Linked DNA regions of Hordeum vulgare: regions 1 and 3 are each linked to region 2. A link is a contact called in public Hi-C data. All regions are on one chromosome and are shown on one strand. Each heading gives the region's core, a stretch centred on a gene start, on an enhancer-like site or on the middle of the called end of the contact. The rest is flanking DNA. Distances are from core to core; before and after follow the strand shown.

Region 1 (4,853 bases), core at 1,504-4,003, 270 kb before region 2:
CATCAGGAATTGGAACCAGTGTCGGTGATGCTTTTAGTGCGGGCGGCTATGCTTTCGTTGCGAGAGTTGGAACAAGTGTCGGTAATGAACTCGCAGGCGGCGATAGCATCGATGGCAATGCGCGCGGAGTGAAGATCATGATGACGGGTGATGATGGACGTGGTCGTTATTTTTGCAAAAAGTCCTTTTACGCTTGTCATAAAAAAACTATGTTTTTATTTACGCGCGATCTATATTTTATTCTTCAAATTTGAACTCAATCATAGAAATCGCTGGTAAATTAATTAATTTGAGGTTTTTGGTTTGGGGGCCGAAGCGGGTTGCGGCCGAGCAAACCCATGTAGCCGATCAGTAAAACATCATATTCTTAAGCTCGGTAACAGAGCCGTTTTGCTCGATAAAAAATAATTTTTTTACAAACTATAAACAATTTTTACGGACAAGCCTTTTAGGGTCAGCTAGAAATGCTCCTAGCATCTTGTATAAGGTGAAGCATTCCCAAGCAGGAGACATTAGGCTGGTTGTAATGGATAGTATCATATAGTAGTATCATGCATATGATACTAGTGTATGATACCACATCTGTAATGCATAATATCATATATTAGTATCATAGTATAGTTCATTTATTGTCATGAAAGACACATAGTAGCACATCATTTAATATGATACGGTATCATGATATGATACTCAACCCTCTTTTTCTTCATTTAATTCTATGCCACCTCATAAAAAATGCCTAGTTGGCATGCATGATACTCCCTCCATTCCTAAATATAAGACGTTTTAGAGATTGTACTATAAACTACATACGGATGTACATAGACATATTTTAGAATATAGATTCATTCATTTTACTTCGTATGTAGTATCCTAGTAAAATCCCTAAAAAAAATTTATATTTTGGAACGGAGGGAGTAGCCTTAGGTTCGTCAGCCTTTGCGGCAGCGAAGACGAAAAACATTGTCTTGTCGGCGGAGGAGAGGCTGAGGCCTGTGAGCCGTGGTGCTTGGCGCCAAATACTCCAGTGGCGCTGCTCCCAACGGGACGACTGCGACGCCCAACGCATCCCAATCAGACCGACTCCACGGCGACCACCCGCCGAACGCCGATGCCACCTGCCGCGCCAAAAGCCAACCAAACCTCTACACGATGGTCGCAAAGCAAGCAGCCCCACCGCTAGTAATATTCTCGCAGCAGCGCCCTACGGAGCCTACAACACTCCATCATCCCGTCTTCCTCTGCTTTACCGCTTTTCTGTTCTTGTCTCGTATCCACTCTAGCCCCCGGAAGGAATCCGTCGACCCAGAGCTGTGCCTTGTCAGTTTGTCACTGACGACGAGCCTGCTCGGACGCCAAAATATGCAGGCCTACAGCCAACGGCACTGGAATTCATCAACGGAGTGTGCAAGAATCCGACAGATGCGTCATGCAATGCAAGCTTGACATGAGATGAGAATGCAAGAGCAATGATTGCAAATTACGATCCGAGCTGATGGATATGGCCGTAGTCGATTTGCATTGTCAGACGCCATCAAGGAGTAGTAGTACAAGCACTCGATTACAAATCACGCGACGACAGAGCTGAGCTCCGGCAAGCTCCCCCACCGTGACGCACTTGATGTCGCTTCTTGTCGGCGGTACAGACAAGAGTGACCACGGATCCATGACTGACCCAGCGCCGGAGGTGACAGCGTCCTGGTTTGGCTACGGCTCTCCGGCCCGCGACAGCCGGGACGGCGCGCGGCAGGTGGGGCAGCTCGCGCGTGCCGCGAGCCACCCGTCCACGCAGGCCCCGTGGAAGGGGTGGCCGCACGCCGGGAGCACGCGGACGCGCTCGCCGTCTGCCAGCTCCGACAGGCAGATAGCGCACTCCGCGTCGCCCCATCCGCCGGCCAACTGAACGCCTGCCCCTGCCCCGGCCTCCACGGAGAATTCGGCGGTCGCGGCGTCGGACGGAGGCTTCGGCGGCTGTGGCTGCCCCTGCGCCCGCGCACGCGCACGCGCGGCGCGGCGGCTGGCGAGGCGGCGGAGGAGGAAGCGGGCGGCGGCGTGGAGGGAGAAGGCGAGGAGGGAGACGCAGGCGAGGATGATGAGGATGGTGGCCACGTTGGAGAAGAATGCCCGGGAGCTGGTGTAGGGTCCCCAGGCGTCGCCGCTGGCGTGAGGCAGCGGCCTACGGGGAGGCGGAGACGGGACGACCATGGTCGCCGCCGTGGCGTTCATGGGGGGCGAGGCGGTGTGGTTGGTCCGGCGTGCCATGGCGTTCGATCTATAGTATAGAGAGTGGTGTCGACGGGGCGGAGCGGGACAGTGAATGAGTGTAGGAGGGCGAGCCTGCGAGGAGGCGTCGTTGTCTGGGTTTGGCAGACGGCCTTGGCTTTTTGTATGGCTTCTTTTCTTTCCTCGGAGCTGACGGAGTGCTACTCAAAGTGGGAGTGGAGTAGTAGGCCGGAGACCAAGCATGCGTGCACGAAGATGCCTTGCGCCATACCTCACCTCACGCAGGCTCGCTTGTTTAGAAAACGGACTCTGAATGCATGTCTCATCCGAATTCAGATTCAGGATAGAGTATACCATGCCCTACTTCCTAGACCAACTGATGGCGTTAGTACTACTAGTTTACTTAACCCTGGTCAATGTTCTTCTCCTGCTACCAAGAAGGTTAATGCGAGCTTTTAAAGTTTTTGCCCCTCGCCACCTCATCGAGCGTATCAAAAAGAAGAGCAGGCGTCCTCTTGGCGCAATCCCCAAGAGCTGCAAAGCATCAAGTGTTCAATCCTCTCTGTGAGTCTGTTTGATGTTTTACATTGGAAAATACTCTAATCTGCAGGAAAAAAATTTGCACGTAAAAAAAAATCAGAGAACCTTTGTAGGCTATTCATAGTGAAAAGTAATTTAGACTAATAACATATGCATTTATCATTTATGTTACTCCCTTCGTTTTATAATGTAATGCGTCCTCGATTTTCAAGCTTAAAATTTAATCATAAATTTAACCAACAAGACCAACTCGGGGGAGCATAAATTATACCACTGAATTCGTATACCAGTGGATTCGTATTTCAATATGAATCCAGTGACACAATTTATGCTTCCCGTAGTCGGCCTCATTGACTAAATTCATGGTTAAACTTAAATCTCAGAAAACACGGACGCATTACATCATGAAATGGATGAAGTACTTTCTTCAAATCATACTAGTATATGATCCTCATCAAGGAGTTGCAGCCATAAAAAATGATATAAGTGTATATGGTTATACAACCCAAATTTTACTAAATTTCAGTTATGAACTTAGAAGCATATGCATCCATCATTTCCTTGCACATTTGATTTTTAGAGCCAACAAGACAGACATTTGAATTCAAATTCCACTTTGAGTGAAAGTCATGTAGGTCTCTTAAATTGTTTTAGGAAAACTTGCATAACGACAGGATTTTTTTTTCTAAGATGATATTTGCCCTAATTATTTTTGAGTGGACTAGAATTTGCAAACAGTTTAATTTGGGCAATTAAACTATAAGGAAAATTCTCGATATAATAAACAGAACAAGAAAATTAGAAAAAGGAAAAGTAAAACAATTCAAATAGGTTCACTAGTTATTGACAAAATACAGTTTCTCAAAAACCCTTGGAGAAATATTCATTTAGTCAGAAATATTCCCGAGATAATTTAGGATTTTTTCGAAGAAAATTCAAATTCAAATTTGAAAAATGAAAACAAAGAACATGAACCAAAAACAGAAAAGAAAAGAGAAAGAAAAAATGGCCCAGCCAGCTGACCATGTCGTGCCCGCTCTCTCTCTCTCCCTCTCACTCACACGATTCCACCGGAGCGCCATTGGGCTACCCACACCACCATCAACGTCTCCACCTTGACAAAGAGACCGCGACGAGATTCCAACGAGCCTCTACCCCCTCGCGACCACCCGACCCCTCCAGGAGATCCACCGCATCGAGGCGACCCCGTGGACATCTCCGATGAGCCCGGGGCCCCCTGTAGCCCCGAGTTTGATGGAGGCCGAAGATGGGCGCCGCTGCCGTCGTTGCTCGGGTGAGCCTCTTGCATTTGGCCCTGCACCTTTTTCCATCTGCCTCCCCATGCTCGTGTGCACCTTCTGACCAAGTCCTACATCCAGGAGCGCCCGCGTTTGAGCACATCGACGACGCTCAAGCCGCCAGCAACTCTGACGAGCCTCCCCGTCGTTGTCTTCGTCATCCCCGAGGCCAGCCAACACCACCATCATATTCGTTGTCTCGCAGTGTGTCAAATTGTACCCCTCGCATAGCCTAGGAGCCCCTGGAACGCCGGCAACCTCGACGACCGAACACTGCGCCATCGTGCACGTGTTTTTTGATGACTCTCCGGTGAGGAGACCTGATGACGTCAAACCCTGCCCTTCTTCATTTTGATTTCTGATGTTAGATCTGGATTGGACAGCCCAAGTTTAATCACTTAAATGAACCGAGACTTGCCAACCAGAAGTTGTGACATTGACAACATTATCCGAAAGAAAATTGTTACTTAAAAAGAAAATGCAATTTTGCAAAAGAGCACTCGAATTTAAAACTATCATAACTAATTATCCATAGATCCAAATTGAATGATTCTTTTTACAAATGAATTCTTAGGAGATGTACTTTTGGAATAATTTAATAAAAAATGATTTTAAACATAATGATTTAAATACCAATTAGGCCAACTTTCAATTTACAAAATCCAATTCATGCGATCCTTTTTGCAGATTGGAACTCATGAAATGTAGTTTAAATTAGTTCATTGTTAATTAAAAAATAAAATATATTTAATTAGTTTGTGGGCACAAACTTAAAAACTCTAAATTCAAAGA
Region 2 (4,595 bases), core at 1,494-3,993:
AATCAAAGCAAAGTAACGATGTGAGCTGAATTTGCTACCTTAGCTTCCTAATGACGGTGCCAAGGGAAAGCAAACTTTTATTAATGTGGCAACCTTCTTTCAGCCTTGTGCCAGCTGACATAGCCTGAGATGCACGCTCACTTCCTGCCAGATCAACAAAGTTCTGCATGGGAAGAATAGCGCTGCTTACAGTTTTTCTCCAAATTGTATAAACTAAACAAACTGTGGTGTCTTCCTTACCACACTAGCCACAAGGGTAGTTGACTTGTCCTTTCCTAAGAATTCACGAGCAGAACTTTCAACAGTCTGAATTGGTTGATGAAAATTAAACGGTCAGCAAACATGCACACGTCTATGACAAATGGGCCACATATACATCAAATACATATTTCGTAAATATAATCAAGTTAAGGACAGACCAATTTAAGTATTTGATGGGATCTGGAGCTTTTTTCATTTAAGAAGGTCTCCCCGGTTCTCCTTTGAGCTATTACAATCACGTAAAGCACAAATGAGAACATACAATAACCATAATTTCCACAAAATGGAAGCTGCTATTAGTAAGCAATATTAAACCTTCGCAAACAGAAATAAGTCCCTTGAGGTGGTTCCAGTCCCTTAATATAACCTCCATAAGATTCTCCACGTAGGTGCCTTTCTGTAGAATAAACAACAATAAACCGGTTAGCAAACATGAGCATAACATTACTCAAAGTTAACAATGCTGAGAAGGAGCACCTTATTACCTCTGCATCATCCCAAAGTCTAAGAGGAGTATTTTCTGCACTCAGAAGATCCCTAACAACTTCATTATATATTTCAATTGCTGAGAACTTCAACACAAATGCTCTCTCCTCATGCTGAAAAAGAAACACTGATTTGAGGACTTTGTAACAATCGAGACCAAAACCTGGCCATGGAAGCTATGGTTGGTAGGGAGTTGATCACCTTGTTAATATAATCATATATATCTGCTACTGTGCACTCTGTCACTCCAGTCATAGTATATGTTTTCCCACTACTTGTTTGCCCATACGCGAAAACACTTGCTGAGAGAGAAGACACACTCTGATTTAGTTCAAACGCTATGATGTTTCACAATTTTGGACTCATAAGCTTTTGTGCAGTTTGCACTCACAGTTAATGCCACCAACTACAGAGAGGGCAACTTCCTTGACCCCTTCCTGGTAGACTTCTTTCGTACTGCACTCAGAATGAAATACCCTGTCTGCAAATACAAGAGATTTATGTTTAACAAGGATGCACACTAGGAAAATGGAACCAAACTATACGAGTATTACCAACTAATAACCCCAACTCACCTGAGATCCCTACATAGCAATTGAGCAATTGAGCACATTGAAATGATTTAAACAATAAGTCAACAATAGATAAAGGCATGATCACTATGCAGTAATAATATACACATCAAGTATACATGAAATTGTGTAGGGAAATATGATGTTTGAGTGTTGCTTCTGAGAGCCGTTGTAGTACTCTACATCAGGTGTTATGAAAATGCTCCCAAAAAACAGTACTAAAACTAATTAAGCATACTGAAGACCAGCGCAATGAAAAACCACAAAAGATGTAAGCATGAGAAGAGAAGAACACAGTGCACTGACCAAATGTGTATGCGGTTGGAGCTGTGGGTCGATCCGGGAAGGTACTCCGAAACATGATGGTGGTGTCATTGATGCACTCCCACTCCGCAGGCTCACCCCTTGCAATCTCCTTGTCACTCAGAGGTCTCACCCTCACCAAGACCTGTATCCTATCCAGGCTTCCTGCGCCACTTCCACCGCCGTTCACCACCTCAGCTCCATTCATCTTGTCCCACTGCACGGATTCGTCGCCTCCAATCGCCCCCATTCGCTCCCACACTTACCTGCCCCCTCCTTCACCTCTCCCTACACCGTCTGCCAGAAATGCAGCATTATAAGACCACAGCCAAGAAGCAAGGCACATATGATACGTACAGGAATAAAGAAGAAGCAGACAAGAAGGCAACACGGCAGGACGCACGAATCTGTCCTATCCCAGTGGATTTGAGTGCCGGGCAAGGCTGTTGACGAGCTCGCTGCTGCTGCGGGTGGAGGAGAAGGCAAGCATTTTTATGTGGACCCTTCGCTAGCAGTAATTACGCGCATCATCAGGATTCAGGACAGTGGTTAGCATGTCCGATGGCCGGGCACCACCGGAGAACCACCGATTATCCCAAATCTATGGCGCCCCTGTCACGCTAACCATCCTCCTTCCCGAGGAATTCGTAGTTATTAGCAGATCTGCGCGAAGCAATCGCCTGACCTAAGCACTCCCTAACAACCGAAAACAGTAGCCCTGGCAGGCTCACATCGACGTCGCCACCAACCAGCCGCAACAGCAGCTCTCCTCCCCTCTCCTCTGGTGACCAATAATGCTCAAGCAATAACATAATAAAGGAAAAGCGGGTAAGTTACTATACCAAGGCTTGGCGAAGACGGGCGGCTCCGGAGGGCGAGGAAGCGACGTTTCTCCGGACGGCGGCGGCGGCCATGGCTGGGGCGATTTCAGGTGGGGGATTCGCGGGGAAGTGGGGGGTTTTGGAGTCGGGGGGCTGGGAGTGGCGCCGGCCTCACCGCGTGCGACTGCTCCCCACGACGATCGATTTGGGGGGAGAGAAGGGTCAGGAGTGTAAGAGACGGTGGCTCGATCTTTTTTTTCCTTTCCTTTTTTTCTTTTTCTTTCTGCCAACCCCAGGAGACCGTTGCTTGGATTCCTCTGTCTCCTCTTTCGCAGGGCTCGTTTTCAATGATCTTGCTTAGTGGGCGCTTTTGCATGCAGGCCCTTTACGTTCTATATTGTTTCAGTTAAGTGCTTTTCACGTACTCACAAGTTTTGTACGCCCGTGCTGATGCTGGCATCGTATTGTACGAATAAGTGGCTACTGGTGGCGAGATCGATCCGAAATGTGATGACAATGTAGTGCTGGTTCACCTGCACCAAGTCCAAGAGTAATGAATCACTCGGATGGTAATATGGTATGCTTGGCGAAATCTGAGCGCACACAGAACCGGATACGTACGAGGGAAGGGACAAGGGATGCCGGGGAAGTAAAGAACGGAACATCCATGGTATACGTGCCGTGTATTTATCTCGGCAAGTTAATGCGGCGTGGAAATTTCGTGCGGGGGGCAGACGGACAGTGCGACGAGCAAATTCAAATGCTTGGCCGTTCGACGGAGTAGTAGTAGTGAGCGGTGGACCGCTTCTGAAGGTGTGGCTTCTTCGGTGGCCGGTGAATATCGGAGAACTGCTCACCACTAACGTGTATTGGTCGAGAACGTGCAGCTCCGGCTCCGGCTCCGGCCGACACCACCTCAACAACGGCTATAATTTGGCCTCTCGTTATTTTAAACGCGATCGGTTTACTCTAGACAATGGTTGATGTATTACTATATGGTGCCTTCTTCTTTTTATTGCGGGAATATCGGAAGTCAACTTTATCCATTTGTTAAGGTTTGTCCAAAATATTGTTCTTTTTCTTGGAAGTTTCTTCCCGCCATAAAATAAAATGAAAAACCGTGTCGGCAGTGCATACTTTTATGGAGTCAACTTATCCATTCGTCCCCCCTTGAATAATGAGAATATTATTTCCCTCGTAAAAGAACTTTTCCATTTATTAAGGTAAGTCGAAAATTAGTTTATTTTAACGACATACAAAAAGCTCATCCTTTTTGTTAATCCGATTATACTTCACTAGTAAAATTTCCCTCGTAGTGTATATAAATAAATACAATAAATGATTAGAATTGCCTTCAAGATTAAAGCTCATTTCCCCCTCATACATATGGGTGTGTTTGGATATTAAATGGATGCCCACCGGGCCACTCAAAATCAAGCCACCTCGACAGTTTGCGCTCCCTCAAATCCAGCCATATGCGGGGGAGAAAAGTGGTTGACCAAATTATCCGTCATGTTATCGTTAATAGGCAGTCCCAACACAAAATCCCCATCCCGCGATTTTTCCTGCCGGACCCTCCCCTTCTCACTTTGTTTCCCACCTTAGCGACACATTTCGTGTTGGAGCCCGCTCCTAAAAAAACAGATGATGTCGATCTCATCTTAGCCATGACAGCCTCTCTCCTTTAAACCATACTTCGCGCTCTGTTTTGATCCCCTTCCTCCGTGTTGGTGTTGATGTGCCACCGCCATCAAGGGGGACGATGCTTGCTTCACCCATGACTCCCCTGTCTCGTGATCCGTTGCCACATTGTAACATATAATTGAATGTCATGCGGTACCACAAAACAAAAATATAATGTATGTTGTTGGACATGATGGGCTTGTCCATTAGCGGTAGACCCATGGACGTGCATTTCAGGGCCCACCTAGGGTCCCACACAGTCATCAATGTTCTTAAAGCTATCGACGCAGTCTCGGTCTCACTCGGGCGAACAGATTCTCCCTCGGATGCACAGGGTCACTCGGACCGCCTTCGATCAATCGGACGTGCTCCGACACTCGGACTAAAGCAAAGTCACAATGAGAAAGAGACTGCAACGGCAAGAGACTTAAACTACCACATAAAGCACAATGAAGATCGGCGTTACTAG
Region 3 (4,548 bases), core at 1,894-4,393, 470 kb after region 2:
GTAGCGTCTAGCATATGGGCGTTACACTTGTGACCAATGTGGCAGCCGGGGCCACACTTCTGGTTGTGTGGCGTCTAAGAGAAAGGAGTCACACTACATTGTGCGACGCATAAGTGAAAAGAGCCACACTACATTGTGGCTCCTTTCAGTTAGACGCCATACAATGTAGTGTGACTCCTTTCTCTTAGGGGCCACACAACCAGGAGTGTGGCCCCGGGGTGTCACACTGTCGAGAAGTGTAATACCTATATGTTAGGCGCTACATAGTGTAGTGTGACGCCCGGCTGTCGGGTGCCACACAAAAGGGTCATCTGAGTGAAAAAAAATTAACGCAGTCCAGTTTGTAAATTTGTTTCGTTGAGGGGTCAATTTTATCGATTTTGCCTCTTTCTAGCATATATCCATGCGGGAACTCATATCCACAAGCATCGTAACGAATGGAGTAAGGGCAACTCCAACGCACATTACCACGCGTCCGTTTGGGTCGTGGCGAGTAAAAAGTCGTCCCAACGCATCGACCCAAACGGACGTGCGTCCGGTTTCGTCCGCTTATCAATTTATTCCAGGTTCATTTTTTTAGCCTGATTCACGTTGGCGGACACGAGACAGACGCGTGCGGTGCGCGCCAACTACTCCCGTGGCCCGCGAGTCGAGGGCAAAGCCTCCACCGTTTCCCTCCATGTTCCCAAAACACTTCCGCCCGCGCGCTCTTCCCGTCTACTCGCCATGGACAATGACCTCGATTCCACCATCGGCCTCGCCTCGTCCGGCATAACGACCGTCCCCTCGTGCAAAGGCAAGCCTTGCGCCCCCAAAAGACCGCCACCACGCCCAAGAAGAAGAAGGAGCTGACGCCCGAGGATCGGGCTTGGGAGTCGGCAAAGAGAAATGGCCAAGGCACGCGGCGGGCGCAAGGGATGAAGCAGCGTCTGCCGTGGCCATAGCCGCCGCATCGCAGCAGGAGGATACGAGTGCACGTATCGCAGCGGCTACAAGTGAGGCGCTTTTGTACCTAGAGTAAAACCTTGGCCATCATGGGGTTGTCAGCGTCGTTGTGGCCGCGGCTAGCACATGCTCGTCTGCCTTCCCTCGGATGGCGTTACCACAGTCACCCACACATCAATAACTCATCCGATCCCCGGCTTCTACGTCTACCCCAGGCCTCCCGCCTCTCCGGCGAATGCTCGCTGGAGGTGAGCGTGATGACGCCATCCACGCCCGCGCCCTGCCCCGCGCACATCGACCTCAACTCCAGACCGGTAGCCGATGTCTCGTCATCCGGTGGGACGAGGAAACACGCGTGGGAGATGTCAGCCGACATGTTCTCCGATGCCCGCAACCTGTTTGATGGAATGCCGGTAGCCATCAACAACGAGAGGGCAAACCACTTCATACAGAGCATCATCTTCGAGGGCGCTCTGGCAGTCGCAAATGGTTCTGGTTACGATCTTGATGAGACCCAAAGCTAGGACGGTTGTGGTGGACCGTTCACTCCGTTGACCTATGACCAAGCTCGCATGCAGCTAGCCTTCGTGCAAGATCAGGTCGGCCTGGACCTGGACGGCTTCCCACCCGACCACGTGTTTCCGGATGACTATAGCCTCAAGGAAGAGGATGAGGCGGACATTGACGGAGAGCCTCTGTTCGAGGACGAGCTCGTCACCCAAGTCACCGAGGTGCAGCCCAAGCGAAAGAGCAAACAAACGAAGGCATACACGAGGGTTGAGGACAAGCTCCTTTGTGAATGTTGGAGGGACATTGGGCAAGACCCCAAGGTCGGCGCCGATCAAAAGGCATCAACCTTTTGAATTTGTGTCCGTCGTGAGTTTGGCGAACGCAAGAAGTTCACGTCGTACCAAATGCAAAGCACGCGAGGGCGGGTGTCCATTTTAAAGCGATGGAAAGTGATCCAACAAGAATGCAACAAGTTTTGTGCCACTTATAAGAGCATCAAGCACGCCCCGTGCACGATCGACATACAAGACATGGTATGCATACCCCCTCTTTGTTTACATGTTTATTTGTTAATATACTTGCGTGTAATTTATTTGTAGGCGTTCCAAGCTTTAGAGACATTCGTTGTCCAACATGAAGGCAAGTCCTTCAACCTTTCTCATTGTTGAAGGATCATCAAAGATGAGGAGAAGTTCAAGCTCCAATATGCCACCCTCACAACGTATTGGGGGGGGGGGAGGAAGCCGTGGAGGAGGTTGGGGAGGGTGAGAAGCCACGGCCGCAGGGAAAGACCAACTACTAGAAGGACGACAAGTGGGATGCGGCGTCAATCTCCTTGAGTGCAACCGTGGAGGGCATGATGACCAAGAGGGATTCAAGGTAGGAGAAGCACCGACAAGACAAGGAAGAGAAAATGAACGCCTTCATGGAGATTCAAGGGGGGGGGCTTGAGATGGAGGCGGAGAAGCAAATCAGGATGCTTGAGATGGAGGCGGAGAACCATGCCAAGATGCTAGAGATCATGCCGTCAATGCCAAGACCAAGGCGAAAGAAGTGGCTCTCGTTAGCATGATGACGGGGATGGAGATCATGAAGGTGGATCTCAACACCATGTCGTCAAGGAAGAGACCGTGGTTCGAGAAGATGCAGGCCGACATGCTCAAGTTCAACGACGAGTGATCTATGGCTTCGAGCGTCATCCTTTTTTGTATGCCAGCAAGTGTGTTGGCATGACCACGGCCATGATGGCCTGGTCGAACTCCCGTCCCTTTTTGTGTGCTGACATATGTATCGACCGCTCGCACGTGCGCCACACATGAACTATTTTCTGAATCTGACATTATATGTCGACCGTGGCATGCTATCGGCATGAAATTTGGACAACGACATGATCACTGGCTTGATCTACTTTTCAAATGTGTGCACGGACATAAAATGGGTCGTGGATGTTGGACGCACTGCCATCCAAATCTGAAATAGGACAGACGTCGAGCGGACGGTCGATCCAAATAAACAAAAAAAAATAAAAACATCGTCCGTTTGGACCGGGACGTTGGCGTTGCTCTAAAAACATGACTATTGACTATTAGCACTTGTGCATAATTAAACATTATTTTTCTTGACGATGAAAAAGAAATGGAGTGGAGCAACGTGATTGAGGGAGAGCAAAGCGGGTGAAAAAGGGTGGGGGAAAACAACATAACGCAACAGTGCATTTGTTGCGGACACGGACTTTGGCAGCCATTCAATGACCCACCAGACACTCATCTCTTCCGCCCCTGCCGCTGCCTTTTCCTCTGCTCCTCACCTCCTCAACGCCTCCCTCCCTACCCTTTCCCACTCCTCCTCCTCTGCAGCCGCCTCCGCCATGTCGTCGTCGTTCGCGCACCACCACGGCTCCCTGCAGGTAAGCATGCATAGCCTCTCTGTCCTCAGACGTGTGTGTGTGAGAGAGAGAGTGAGACGGTTATTGTTTAGCAAGAGAGGGAACTGACGAGAGCTTGCTCTCCTGCTTTCTGTGGGTGCGGTTTCAGGCGGAGAGGATGTCTGCGCTGAGAAGTAGCCTCAGGCCGTACGAGGCAGTCGAGGAGGTGGCGGCCGCCGCGGTCGCTGGGCCGACGGCGTGGGGAGCCGGGCTGTTGGGTGACGGCTTCTCGGTGGAGGAGCTCCTTGACCTTGAGGAGCTCTGCGAGGTGGACAAGGAAGACGGCTTTCTCTGCGAGACGGCTCCGGCCACCGAGGAGGAGGAAAAGTGCAGTGACTCGCACGGCTCGTCGGCGGTCTCCTACGAGCTCATGCCGCTTCTTCCGCCGGAGATGGACCTGCCGGTAAGACGTTTGACCCTTTTTTTTGCTTTCTCCGGCCAGACGGCGCTATTTTAGGTCTACAGCGTTATTCATTTCTTTTGCGTGCTTTCTGTGTAGGCCCACGACGCGGAGGAACTGGAGTGGGTGTCGCGTATCATGGACGACTCGCAGGCAGAGCTCCCGCCTCCGCCGCAGCTCCCAGCGCCAGCGGCGTGGCCACCGCAGCACCGCCGGCCGCAGGAAAGCGCCGTGCCGGCCGTGGACCCTATGCGGACCCCGACAATATGCGCGCTTTCCACTGAAGCGTTGGTGCCGGTGAGGTCCAAGAAGCGTAGCAAGCGCTCGCGCGGCACCACCGTGTGGTCGCTCTCCGGCGCGTCCATATCCGACTCGGCGTCGTCGTCCGCCACCAGCTCCTCCTGCTCCTCGTCGGCCTCCCTGTCGTCCTTTTTCCTAATGGACTCCCCCACCTTCAACCTCCTGGACGAAGCGCCACGCACGAAGAACAAGAACAAGAAGTCCAAGCACAAGCCCAAGAAGCGCGGGCGCAAGCCAAGGAGCCATCTCCCGCCACAGCTGTCGGGCGGCGCCGCCTCCCCGCCGGTCCAGGGAGACCGGCGCTGCAGCCACTGCGGCGTCCAGAAGACGCCCCAGTGGCGCGCGGGGCCGGAGGGCGCCAAGACGCTGTGCAACGCCTGCGGCGTGCGGTTCAAGTCGGGGCGGCTCCTCCCGGAGTACCGGCCGGCGTGCAGCCCCACCTTCGTGGGCAACCTGCACTCCAACTCCC

Evidence for each region. A called contact is a pair of places that touch in the nucleus more often than the background predicts.
Region 1: a Hi-C map of seedling shows a contact between it and region 2, with 2.5 times the contacts expected there. The contact joins the promoter of LOC123402421 here to the promoter of LOC123406045 in region 2. A contact is called at or near these places in 4 of 6 Hi-C or Micro-C datasets (leaf and seedling).
Region 3: a Hi-C map of leaf shows a contact between it and region 2, with 6 times the contacts expected there. The contact joins the promoter of LOC123403401 here to the promoter of LOC123406045 in region 2. A contact is called at or near these places in 2 of 6 Hi-C or Micro-C datasets (leaf and seedling).

What each region holds. Positions count from the first base shown.
Region 1 is chr6H:398,672,371-398,677,223 of MorexV3_pseudomolecules_assembly, forward strand. It overlaps LOC123402421 (RING-H2 finger protein ATL79-like), which reads right to left and starts at 2,754. Exons shown (of 1, transcript XM_045096347.1): 1 at 1,494-2,754. The coding sequence starts at 2,262. The coding sequence ends at 1,708.
Region 2 is chr6H:398,938,955-398,943,549 of MorexV3_pseudomolecules_assembly, forward strand. LOC123406045 (kinesin-like protein KIN-7C) reads right to left here and starts at 2,744. Exons shown (of 14, transcript XM_045099544.1): 1 at 2,465-2,744; 2 at 1,626-1,919; 3 at 1,139-1,228; 4 at 949-1,049; 5 at 747-860; 6 at 577-658; 7 at 420-487; 8 at 241-306; 9 at 39-163. The coding sequence starts at 1,872.
Region 3 is chr6H:399,407,051-399,411,598 of MorexV3_pseudomolecules_assembly, forward strand. LOC123403401 (GATA transcription factor 6-like) reads left to right here and starts at 3,144. Exons shown (of 3, transcript XM_045097336.1): 1 at 3,144-3,361; 2 at 3,489-3,782; 3 at 3,879-4,548. The coding sequence starts at 3,203.